2 separate regions of the Mus musculus genome follow, and region 2 is linked to region 1. Evidence: chromatin contacts called from public promoter capture Hi-C data. All regions are on one chromosome and are shown on one strand. Each heading gives the region's core, a stretch centred on a gene start, on an enhancer-like site or on the middle of the called end of the contact. The rest is flanking DNA. Distances are from core to core; before and after follow the strand shown. Region 1 holds the start of Brf2 (BRF2, RNA polymerase III transcription initiation factor 50kDa subunit). Region 2 holds the start of Unc5d (unc-5 netrin receptor D).

The links. Promoter capture Hi-C pulls out the DNA fragments that hold promoters and counts their contacts.
Region 2: a promoter capture Hi-C map of hippocampal neurons shows a contact between it and region 1, with 9 times the contacts expected there. The contact joins the promoter of Unc5d here to the promoter of Brf2 in region 1.

The regions. Positions count from the first base shown.
Region 1 is chr8:27,126,885-27,129,883 of GRCm38.p6, forward strand. It overlaps Brf2 (BRF2, RNA polymerase III transcription initiation factor 50kDa subunit), which reads right to left and starts at 1,748. Exons shown (of 4, transcript NM_025686.2): 1 at 1,537-1,748; 2 at 576-635. The coding sequence starts at 1,690.
Region 2 is chr8:29,217,577-29,220,964 of GRCm38.p6, forward strand. Unc5d (unc-5 netrin receptor D) reads right to left here and starts at 2,060. Exons shown (of 18, transcript NM_153135.3): 1 at 1,666-2,060. The coding sequence starts at 1,762.

The DNA.
Region 1 (2,999 bases), core at 498-2,997:
GGGAGGCAGAGGCAGGAGGATTTCTGAGTTCAAGGCAGGCCTGGTCTACAGAGGGAGTTCCAAGACAGCCAGGGCTACACAGAGAAACCCTGTCTTGAAAAACAAAAACAAAACAAAAAAGTCTTTAAGGCCACGGTGTCATAAAAGGTTGATGCTCCGGAATGGGTGGGTAGGGGAGTTGAGGGGAGGGTATGGGGGACTTTTGGGATAGCATTAGAAATGTAATTGAGGAAAATACGTAATAAAAAAATATATTTAAAAAAGAAAAGAAAAGAAAAAAAAAGGTTGATGCTCTGGGCTGGAGAGATGGCTCAGCAGTTAAAAGGCACTATTGCTCTTGTAGACGACCTGGGGTTTGCTTCCCAGCATCCACAGGGCTGCTCACGACCATCTATAACTGCAATTCCAGATGATCCAACCCCCTCTTCTAACTCCATGGGCACCAGGCATGCACATGCTGCACACACACACATACATGCAGTAAGAACACCCATACACATAATATCAAAACATTAAACAGTGACATAAATAAAAGCAAAGCTGAAATTTAAGGGGGAAAAAAGTTTGATTCTCACCTCGTTGCTGGCAGCGACTAACTTGTTCGTTTTCCCCAGTGCTTCGAGAATATGTCACTTCTGTAAAATAGCAAACAACAAATTACCCAGCTGGCCTTCGTTCACCTCCTCCTTGCCCTCTGACTGCATAAGGCCAGGGAGATTTCAAATGACTGTGTATCTACTTCTACCTCAGAGAAGATACCCATCTATGTAAAAGTAATAGGACAGAACTGTATTTTTAAAAGCTGCACTGGCAATTCTGATTTTCCAATAATTTCTCTGATACATTCACTTTTGAGGGCTGCATTAGCCAAGGGCTAGAGCAGTGGTTCTCAACCTTCCTAATGCTGCCACCCTTTAATACAGTTCCTCACGTTGTGGTGACCCCCAACCTTAACATTATTTTCGTTGCTACTTCATAACTGTAATTTTGTAATGGTTACACGAAGATTGCATTAGCTACAGAAAAAAAAGAGAATTATGAATTGCATTATGAATCATAATGTAAACCGCCTATATGCAGGATGGTCTTAGGGGACTCCTGTGAAAGATTCTGTGGACACCACGGCGGTCACCACCCACCGGTTGAGAACCGCTGTACTAGAGCAATGGCGTGGAACGCAGAGGAGAGCAAGTTGCCAATTAGTGCTAAAACCTGCTAGGAGATGATGGTTCGTGTTGTTATTTTCAAATAATTTACCGGCACTCCTTCAACACTGACTAGGTCTGACAAGACGAATGAAACCTTTATCGTTTCGTTCATTCACCAACCAATATACCCACCCAATGCCAGACACCGTTGTAGGTACTGGGAAATCAGATGGATCGCACCCTCCTCCAGCTCATCTGTTTACTTAAGCCCAATTCTCTCACATTTAACTGTGCGCATGGCCAAGAAAGGGAGGAGGCTGGAAAGAGGGAGCTGGGTTTAAGGACTCCACCGCCCAAGGCTGGCGATCCCCGGGTTCAAGACCAGTACCCCTGAAGTTGCCCTCGTCGCTAAAGGTGGTAGTTAGGACCCCTTCGGTGACCACGCAGCCGCAGTCGGAGCACACCAGCTGGCTCTGAGAATAATGCGAATCTTCCACGAGCTCGGAGGAGCCGCAATCCGGGCAGCGGCTTCCGTTCGGCATCTCGTCGGTCGGTCCAGGGCTGCGGTACCGCCGTCAGGCACAAACTCCCAGAGAACTTGTAACTGGGCAGCGGCAATAAAGTGGAGGGGCGCTTATTCCGGATGCACCATCCTCCTCCGGCCAGCTGGCCAATCGGCTGGCAGTTTGCTCCTCCCCTCGGCAGTACGCCACTTCCGATCCCTTCTGTGGACTCGGGTAGAAACCTGAGTTAGAAAGGGAGGTTCCTGGATTTAACTGTTTCTCAGGCTCTCTGGGTTTTTGTGGTTAGGCCACGTGGGGAGTTGACACAAACCACAGATGTGGAATTGTTGTCTGCAAAACACTATTTTTTAAAATATATTATCCAATTTATAATTTATTTTTTAGCCTATCATGCTTATGTAGCCCAGGCTGACCTAAAATACTGATCCTCCTGCCTCTGCCTACTACATGCTGGGATTACAGGCTTGTATTACCATGCCTGATTTAACTCCCTTCAAAAAAGTGGAACCAGTTTTTTCCTTTCTATGTAGTAAGGAACGTTAAGTTTGACCGTAGTAGAAAATAGATCACTCTGCAGTGAGAGAGCAGTAAATTGTGTTGTACTCTACGGACCTCCCCACACTAAGTTGCCGTCTCTCTTTCAAAGTCTCTCTTGTTGTTGTTGTTTTCCAACATATTTCTTTAATCCTAGCATTTAGGAGGTAGAGATTGAGCCAAGCCTGGTGTACATAATGAGTTCAGTCCAGTCAGAGCAACTTAATAAGAACATGTCTCTAAATAAATACAATAAGATGAACTAAAATCTTGAGTGGTAGATTTAAATATCTTCAGAGAATAGCATGAAAAACCATAGTTCTCTCCTCAAAGAGGATGTACAAGAGTTTATGCTAGAGCCAAAAAGGAGGACTTGAGCCCAGGAACAGATAGATACAAGTTTCTCCAAATAACACATAGAACTGTTAAGTGGTTACATGAAGATTGCATTAGATTTAGAACAAAGAGAGCCATATATCATACGATAGGGACCACTGGTAATAACATTACAGAATATGGGGAAACCCTTTCCATGGGTTTCAGATGCTATCTTCTGAATTGATGGAGGCTAGGAGTTGGTAAGAATGCATTTTAAATTGTCGGATTTTATTGTTGGTTTGATTTGGGTGTTTTGTTTTGTTTTGTACTTTAAGACAAGAGTCACTGTATATCTCTGGCTGTCTTGGAACTCATTATATATACCAGGATAGTCTTAAACTCACAGAAATCTGCCTCTCTCTACCTTCTGAGTGCTAGGATTAAAGACATTTGCTACTACATCTGGCCTTCAAAC
Region 2 (3,388 bases), core at 810-3,309, 2.1 Mb after region 1:
GCGTGTGTCCCCACCTCTTGTTTTGAGCTGGCTTAAAGACAACTCCACAAACCAGATTCTGAGGGTCAGTATCTGGAGTCAGTCATCATGAGCGATCCCATGCTGTGACTAGAAAGTAGTAACTCGGACATTTCAGGCCTCATGTAGGAGAAAGAGAGGGGCAAAGCACCGACCCCTGGCACCCCTGCTTTCCCCCTAACAGAATAGAAAACACTCAAGAGTTGCCTGAGCAGTTAGGCAGTCTCTAGTTCCCCCGTAGTATACTAAATGGCTGAAGCCCAGGCTCCTCCAACAAGAGAAAGAAACACGCCTCACTCTAACAATCACTCGTATTTAAAGCCTTTCCTTATTTTTGAAAGCCTGCTCCATTATAAAAAGAAAAGGGGAGGGTGAAAAAGTTCAGGAAATGAAATGCAAATAGGCATAGAATAGGATCATACTGCTGAAAACCTCTATCCACCCTTTTAATTCCTCTTTCCAGGCGGTATCGCTGCTCCTAACACCGTTAGCTTCTATTAAAAAAAATGAGATTATACCGGTTCTTGGCATCTTTGTCAACCCTTCCAAAGGCCTCACAGCTACTAGCGATATGTTCAAGAGACAGAACAGAAGGAGAGGTGGTTAGCCCGGTGCCACCTCTTGCTAGACAAGCGTTAGGTAAATCATTTAATGCAATTACATATTCTAAGCCGGCTGGATGGCAAGCAGCAAAGAAGAAAGGTAAAGAAGGGCAGGGAAAGGGAAGCTTCTAGATTATTTCAAAGGTAGCCACAGCACTGGGGCTGTCTGGAACTGCCTGTGATCAGCTTCAAAACAGGTCCGTGTGGTTTATCTTTAAGTTGATGCTCTGCTGGAGTGCAGCGGATCTAGAAAAAGAGTGTGTGTATGTGTGTGTGTGTGGGGGGGGGGGGGGGGGCTCCTGAGCTTATTAGAAGCAGAGAAATCTCTGCTTCTAAATTTCCCTGCTGCTCAGTAGGGCCCGCGCTTCTAAGCTGGTATAAGCACCCGATAGGGAGAGGATGCGCCGAGAGTACAGCCTCCCTCCGGCCAACTGCTTATCCGGCTGGGCACTGCAGGCGCAGTTAAACCCCAGGGTACACACTCCCCAGAGCTCTTGCCCCCTCGCAGATTCTGTAAGGCAAAACCACTGCTGGCTTAGAGCCAAGACTAGGGTCGCCCGAGGGGCTTGGTGCAGAGCGAAGTGACCAGCTTGGATGCTTCCCCCTGAAGGGGAAAAAAAGCGCAGTCTCTATTGGAACCCACGGGCATGCCTCTTTCCCTATGCACTCTCGAACATCACCGTGGGCTCCCACCCAGGGACGAGCTCGCCCAAGAAGGAAAAGTGGAGAGGACCAAGGCGAGAGAGGATATAGGGAAGACGAGTTTTCCAGTCTGCAACAATTGAGGGGCGGAGGGTGGGGAGGGAGGTTGGAAAATCTCAGCGGGTGCAAACTCAAGGGGGGGGGGGGCCCGGTCAGAGCAACCTGTAGGATTACTGCAGATAGCAAACTTGGGTTGAAAGGCAGTGGTCCCCTGGAGCTCCTCTAACACGGTTCCCACTGAGTCGGGCTACGCGCGCGGAGAGAAGCCAGAACAACTTGGGAAACCCACGCCGAAGGTGAGAGTCCCGCTCCCCTCGCGCACCGCTGTCCACCCAGCGCTTACCTCGGGCAGCCGCAGCCCCCGCCGCCCAGAAAAAGAGTCCTAGCCATGGGAGCCACCGGCGCGCCCCGCGGCTGCCGTCTGCAGCCCCTGTCCCCATGCTCCGAGCTCCTCTCAGGATTCGCTCCTCTTCCACGCCCTGGAAGTCCGCGAGGAACGACGGCAGGGAGCCAACGCCAGTAGGTTTCCCCGGAGGTGGTGGTCTGTGGCGAGTCTCTTTTTCCCCACCGCCGCTCCCTACAGCAGCGGAACAGGGATATCAGATGGGCAGCGGGACGCAGCGCGCGCCCCCATCGCCTCCTGCGGCGCCGCCCGCCGTCCCCGCTAAGCGGCCCGCAGCCCCAGCTCCGCTCCGGGTCCGGGACTACCAAACCGAGCCTGGAGACCGCATCGCTAATGAGCCCCGGGGCCGCCTCTGCTCCACCCCTCCGAGCGGCGGCCAATGAGTCACGCCGGGGCGGGGCGATGGGCGGGGCCGGGCTCGGGAGGCGCAGGTGAGTCCGCAGCCGCCGCACGTGCGGGCACCGCCTCCCCGCTGCAGAGGCCCCCGCGCGTGCGGGATTGCAGCGCGCCCGAGCCCGGCGGCCGGAGGCGAGGATGCGCGAGCGCAAGCTGTGCCGAGCAGCCCGGCCTCTTGGAGGCGAGCGCCCAGCGGCAGAATGTGGGCGTCTGGCTTGCTAACTCTGAGTGAGACAGCGGCTTCCAGGAAACCAAGGTTTCGCTCAACTTTGAGTTCCACTTTTACCCGCAGTCCTGGGGAGGACGGGACGGGCGCTAGGGAGAAAAGAGGGTGGGGGTGGGGGGTGGGGGCAATGATAAGCTTCAACTGTGCCCAAATGTGAAAACGAAGAGGGAAATGAATCGAGGGCTTCTGGGGATGTATGGGATCAAATTTTACTTTAAGGAAGCAAAACCTTTTTTTTTTTTTTTTTTTTTTTTTAATACTTGCCGCTCTGGAATCTCAAAAGTTCTCAAAACTGCTTCACATCTGACCACTTAATGTGGTTTTGTTCATTCCAATTCAGGCCCTCGAAATTGCCTTTCTAGTAAGTAAGTAAAGTTCAAAAGGAGACCTGCTCAAAGTCTTCAGAGAAGAAAGAAAGGGAACATTTGTTTAAGCACACCACCCCTCCCTTCCCAGTCCCCTTTTATTAGATGGCTTGATCTTTACCTGATCTTGGAAGGGCCTCAAAGTTGTCTCTTTACCCCATCCGCTGGAGCAGGCAACCAGCTACAGACGACAACCCCCTTCCCCAAGACCGTTGGCTTCCTGTCCAGGTCTCCACAGTCAGACCATGGCTTTCTGTCAGAAGCTTTCAAAATGTCCCCTGTACTCAGCTGGTCAGAAATCTGGGTTCTCAATACAGATGGAAAGCTTCAATTAAAAGACAGCATTGGCAAGTGATTCCTCAATGGCTACCAAGCTCACTAGCCCACACATGCACACACACAAACAACAACAACAACAAAAATCTTGTCCAAGTGCAACCTGCTCCCAAACACCTCTGTATGGAAAAAAAAAATGGTTTGAGGTGGAGAGATTGTTGTGAAGGAGGTAATCACACTAACTTACTTGCTCCCAAAGACAAAGGGGATGATAGACAAAGATTGATTACCCGATAAACAGGTAGGCCATCCCTCTCTGCAGACACCAGGCTTGTGCACGTCAGCGGAAGGAGCTGATTTTTTCCTACAGAGCTCTTGCAGCTCAATAACAAGTTTAGGT